2 separate regions of the Mus musculus genome follow, and region 2 is linked to region 1. A link is a contact called in public HiChIP or PLAC-seq data. All regions are on one chromosome and are shown on one strand. Each heading gives the region's core, a stretch centred on a gene start, on an enhancer-like site or on the middle of the called end of the contact. The rest is flanking DNA. Distances are from core to core; before and after follow the strand shown. Region 1 holds the start of Manba (mannosidase, beta A, lysosomal). Region 2 overlaps Manba (mannosidase, beta A, lysosomal).

Region 1 (2,587 bases), core at 31-2,530:
TTGAGACAGCTGAACTTTGTCCTCTGGGTACTGCTGTCCTTTCTGAAGCGTCTCTCAATGTCCTTGCTTAAGCTGTAGTAGATATATATATATATATATATTCCGAGTTTTGCTTCATGAGAAGAACCCAGGGGCCAATGAGATAGAGCAGCCGTTAAGGGGGAATGTCTCTAAGCCTGACACCCTAAGTTCTAGCCCTGGGACTCCTCACAAGCTGTCTGCTGACTTCCACACGCTCGCTGTGGCAGGAACCCCCATTCAACTCCTCCATGAAATTAGTAAGTAAAATGTGGGGTGTTTTGTTTATTTAAAAGAAGATGAAGAACCCAGCCTGCGTCTCCGTCTCTGAAATTAGTGTCTGCATTGTTTTGTTTTGTTTTTTTCGAGACAGGGTTTCTCTGTGTAGACCTGGCTGTCCTGAAACTCACTTTGTAGACCAGGCTGGCCTCGAACTCAGAAATCCGCCTGCCTCTGCCTCCCAAGTGCTGGGCTTAAAGGCGTATGCCACCACGGCCCGGCTAAGCGTCTGCATTCTTTTTTTTTTTTTTTTTTTTTTTGACAGGGTTTCTCTGTGTAGCCCTGGCTATCCTGGAACTCACTTTGTTCGAGGAGGCTGGCCTCGAACTCAAAAATACGCCTGCCTCTGCCTCCCAAGTGCTGGGATTAGAGGCGTGCGCCAGCACGCTTGGCATCTGCATTCTTTTAAATTCAGGGAATGGGAATTCTGTTGCTTGTTCAGTCCCACAACTCAACAGTGAAGGAGGGAATTTCAGACTCACCTGTAACACTAACGCAGTTTCATAGGAACCTCAGAAGCAGCTCCATGATGTAGCCACCACTAACAGGGAGCACATGGCGCCTCTCAGTCAACAGTTGAAGCAACCCTACGAGTTTATAGTTAGCACTGTTTAGTCCCAGCAGGTCGCGTATTGAGGGAGCGTTCAGCCTGACAAATCCTGGGGCCGGGGGACCATGTACAATCTGCTGGTCAGGCGTGGTAGGAGCTGTCCCCGGGCAGAGCCTGCGTACTATTGTGGACGCGCACCTGTCGTCTCCCAAATGGTCAGACTCTGCTTTCCAGACTTTTCTGTCGCTTTTCATCATTCGGATGAGCGCCCCACTTACAGGATCGAGCTGGAGCGAGAAGCCCAGCTCACAGGTCGCAGAGACCCTGGCCCTGGGCGGTGCTTGTACCCGCGTGGCGGGTCCCGGCTTCAGTTCCTCCCTGCAGGGCTGCGGGAAGCGCTCAGCTGACCTGGGGGCGGGTCCGTGCTCGGGGCGGGGACACAGCGTCCAGGCCTTGGCAAGGCTTGGGCGACACTGCCGGGTTCCTGCTTGCGAGCGGTCAGCATGCATCTTCACCTGCTCTTGATATTGGCGCTATTTCGGGCCGGCTGCGTGGTGGCAGGTCCTAGCTACAGCCTGAGCGGGAGCTGGCGGGTGAGCAACGGGAATGGCTCCCTGGAGCTACCGGCGACTGTCCCCGGCTATGTGCACAGCGCCCTGCACCAGCACGGGCTGATCCAGGTAGGACGCACAGTCACCCCCCACACCCCCCATGCGGGTCCAGGTCAGTAGGTGCAGCTGTGGGCAGTTGGGGGAATGGCCTGGGAGTTCAGGCCAGTTGTGGACACTGACCCTCCCTCGCTGGGTCTTCAGTGACCTTGGAAGGCGGAAGTTGTGTATATGAAACAAACGGTATGTCTGCTGTCTACTTATTGTGGTGATTCTCTGCTCAAGCATTTCCTAAGAGGACTTACCTTTCTCCCTCCGGACAGGGTTACTGTTGCAATCATCTGGATGCTTGTAGCTTTTAGTTAATCAAAGTTCGCCGACCCTAGGATGTCCGGGTTTTCTTTTTCTGCTTTGAAGCCTCGTGCGTCAGGTTTGAAATAAACACAAGGGATTGGGGAGAGCACTAGTAAAGTTTGGTTGTTGATGCTAATGAGGAGCCTAAATATTTGGGAGGGGAGTGTGTGCAAGTGTGTGTGTGGTGTGTGTGTGTGTGTGTGTGTGTGTGTGTGAGAGAGAGAGAGAGAGAGAGAGAGAGAGAGACCCAGAACCATGAGTATACTAAGCACACATTGTACCACCACCGAACTACACCCCAATCCTAAAGCCTGAATACCGTGCTGACATTTTTTTTTTAAATGAGAGTCTGTCATCCAACAGTGTGGTAGGTTTCTTTATGATAGTTTCATGTGAGTGCACCATGTTCTCTGCCCATATTCACTTTTTACTGGGTCTTGCCACCACGTGATCCCTCCCTCGTTCAAGGAGTTTCTTTCCATTATGGTGTCCTATATACGTACACTTATGAATACATATATTTACATCTAGAGTCAACATGAGTAAAAACATGCCATATCTTGTTTTCATTCTCATTTGTCTTATGTTGTTGTTTTGTTACCAATTTTTATTGTCTTCATTATCCTTACCTTCTTTTTTTTTTCTGGCTTTTGAGACAGGATCCCATGTAGTTCAGGCTGACCTTGAATTCCCAATGTAACTGAGGACCACCTGAACTCCTGATCCTCCTGCCTCCTCCTCCCATGTGCTGGAGATATAAGTGTTTACCATCATGCAC
Region 2 (2,587 bases), core at 25-2,524, 78 kb after region 1:
AATGCACTTCATCTGTTGGCATCATATGGCCTATCCTGCTCTAATGGAGAAATGACAGCCATAAGAAATTTCGGGCTAATTATCAAAAACCATGATGTGAAAAGTTAGTCTAGAAAAACAGAGATTGGCTAATTTACTCACAACAACCATGCTGATTTTCTTGTAGTAGATTTTTTTTTTCCTAATAAAGTTTTCCAAAGTTGTGAATGCAATTGCAGAATCTGCTGTTGCAAAACAGTGTGCTCTTTGACTGCGTACAGCGTTTGTTCCGGAATGATAGCTTTTCTCTCCCTCGTTTCCTACACCATCATTGGCTTTCGTGACATCCCATTTCCTTTGTCATCTGCTGTTACAACAAAACACCAAGCCCCTCCCCGGCCCTGTTGTAGACAGCAGTTTCTCTCATGGCAAGATTATGTAGTAACATTTATTAATTTAATTAATGAAAAATAATGTAGCCTTAATCAATGCAAGTCCAACACTCTAGTTTATCCAATTTATTCTAAAACAAAACAAAACAAAACAAAACAAAACAAAAGAAACACAAGCAGGTAAGCAAAGAAACAGCCAACCTGCCCCAAGCCTGTAACTTCTGACATCTCGACAGCCTACATCGAACAATAATACCTGTCTGTGAATGCCTCCCTGCTCAGGTGATGCAAGCCCAGTGCATCAAAACAGAAACCGAGTTCTACCTGCGCAGCCGCAGCGAGATAGTGGACGGAAAAGGCCACACCATGGGGGCACTGTACTGGCAGCTGAACGATATCTGGCAGGCTCCTTCCTGGGCCTCTCTTGGTAAGTATATCTCTTTGTGTGAGAGAAAGCAATGCCTGTGTGGAGAGGGACTGGGAAAACGCAGAGCCTGAAGAGTCAGATTACCGCAAGGAGAACTGGGCCAAAGTGGCTATTCCCTGAACCCTCCGTGAACCCGGCTGGCCCTAACAGTCTTTCCGCGAGCTTGCTATTCTCCGCAAAGTCACAGTGGGCTGTGGAGGAAGGAGCGGGCTCGGGTACAGAGATCCCAGGTGTGATGTGGGGTGGAGAGGTGTATGGACCAAAGGTCAATATGAGGTGTCTTCATCAATCACTCTGCATCTTCCTCTCCTGCCTCACCCTGAACCCAGACCCGGTGCTCTTGGAGCTCATGGATTCATCGAGGCTGGCCAGTCTGCAAACCCCGAGGATCCCCAGTCTCTGCTTTCCCAGAGCAAGGCATGCTGACGTGCCCAGCTGTTTACACAGGGTCTGTGCATCTGAACTTGCATGGCAAGCAATTTACCAACTCCCCATCCTCACTGCGTGAGCCCTCCCCTCCTCCCCGGCACCTCCCCTAAGCCCTCATCACATAGGCTTCTGCATTTATTTAAGAGGTTTTATTACAGGGCCTAAAGGGCATTTACCTTGTTCTGCGTGGGAGAGTTCTGCCGAGCAGAAGGTTACCTACCTCATGTATGTGTCAAAGCCGGTGAATCTGACTTAACAGTATAAAATCCTCATTATGTGCCTCAGCTGTGCCTTGGAGAAGGTAGCAAAGTCAGAACTGCAAACAGGAAAGCTTGGCACCTGAACCAGCTCAACTAGCAACGGGTCACATGCCTGGAGTGGGATTTGCGCTTAGAATGAATTCATCTATGTTTGTATCTCAAAAAAATTAAGGGGTCATGACGGGTCTCTGATTCTTCGGTAGAGGGAATCATGGGACGCTATAAGGGGGAAGAGTGACGATGCTGACTTGCAGTCTATCTGCTCTAATGGTTGTCACATGTCATACGTGAGATGTCAATTACCCCAGGAGCCATCTCCCACTAGCAGAAAACGTCCCCAGTAAAAATCCAACGGGAGTGGCTCGTCTGTACCACGCTTCTCCCACCAATCACTGCTTTAAGAAAACAGGAACCAAGCCGGGCGTGGTGGCGCATGCCTTTAATCCCAGCACTTGGGAGGCAGAGGCAGACGAATTTCTGAGTTCGAGGCCAGCCTGGTCTACAGAGTGAGTTCCAGGACAGCCAGGGCTACACAGAGAAACCCTGTCTCGAAAAACAAACAAACAAACAAACAAACAAACAAACAAACAAACGAGAAAACAGGAACCGTTGGGAATGAGATCTTCAGACATGAAATTTTGTAAAACTAGAAAGAATTGGGGTCTTATCTGTCATTCAACTCCACAGCCTGCACCCTATACCGTGTGGTTACCTTCGCGTCTCTGTCTCTCTCAGTGGAGGTAACTGGGCACCACTGTGTTCCAGGCTATGTCCTAGGTTCTAGCGCTGTGATCTGCTTTTGCAAGTAACAAAGCAGTTCGCAGAAGTCTGGCAGCTCAGGGTCCCGAGGCTCCGCGAGCTTCGGAGGCTGGTTGAGTTACTCCAGTTACTCCAGTTTTGCCTCAATCAAGGACAGCCTATTAATCATTGCACTGTCTTTGATTTATTGCTTCAAAATGGCTTAGTCACCAAATTGCTTTAAAATTGACAAAAAAAAAAAAAGGATAATCAGGATGCTTTTTTAAAAACCATGTAGCTGGAAAAAATTGTTATGTGTTTAGTTAATTAAATCTTTACTTCACCCCCCCCTCCTCAGACAG

Evidence for each region. HiChIP or PLAC-seq counts read pairs in DNA pulled down with a chosen protein or histone mark.
Region 2: a contact with region 1 is called in an H3K4me3 HiChIP or PLAC-seq map of embryonic stem cells, with 15 read pairs. The contact joins the enhancer-like site here to the promoter of Manba in region 1. A contact is called at or near these places in 3 of 484 Hi-C or Micro-C datasets (myocytes, nephron progenitors and palatal mesenchyme), 4 of 115 datasets of contacts at active chromatin or transcription factors (embryonic forebrain, embryonic stem cells and memory CD8 T cells) and 2 of 9 other capture datasets (adipose tissue and liver).

The regions. Positions count from the first base shown.
Region 1 is chr3:135,484,331-135,486,917 of GRCm38.p6, forward strand. Manba (mannosidase, beta A, lysosomal) reads left to right here and starts at 1,281. Exons shown (of 17, transcript NM_027288.3): 1 at 1,281-1,527. The coding sequence starts at 1,351. Gm30992 (a long non-coding RNA gene) reads right to left here and starts at 1,271. Exons shown (of 3, transcript XR_376111.4): 1 at 780-1,271.
Region 2 is chr3:135,562,552-135,565,138 of GRCm38.p6, forward strand. Manba (mannosidase, beta A, lysosomal) reads left to right here. Exons shown (of 17, transcript NM_027288.3): 14 at 654-798. Among named protein-coding and RNA genes, the nearest start is that of Gm46827, 45 kb to the right of the region's middle. Within about 2 kb of position 1,275, at least 8 of the 459 cell types and tissues checked have an H3K27ac peak or open chromatin away from gene starts, as enhancers often do. A contact at or near this core is called in embryonic stem cells, where this site is marked.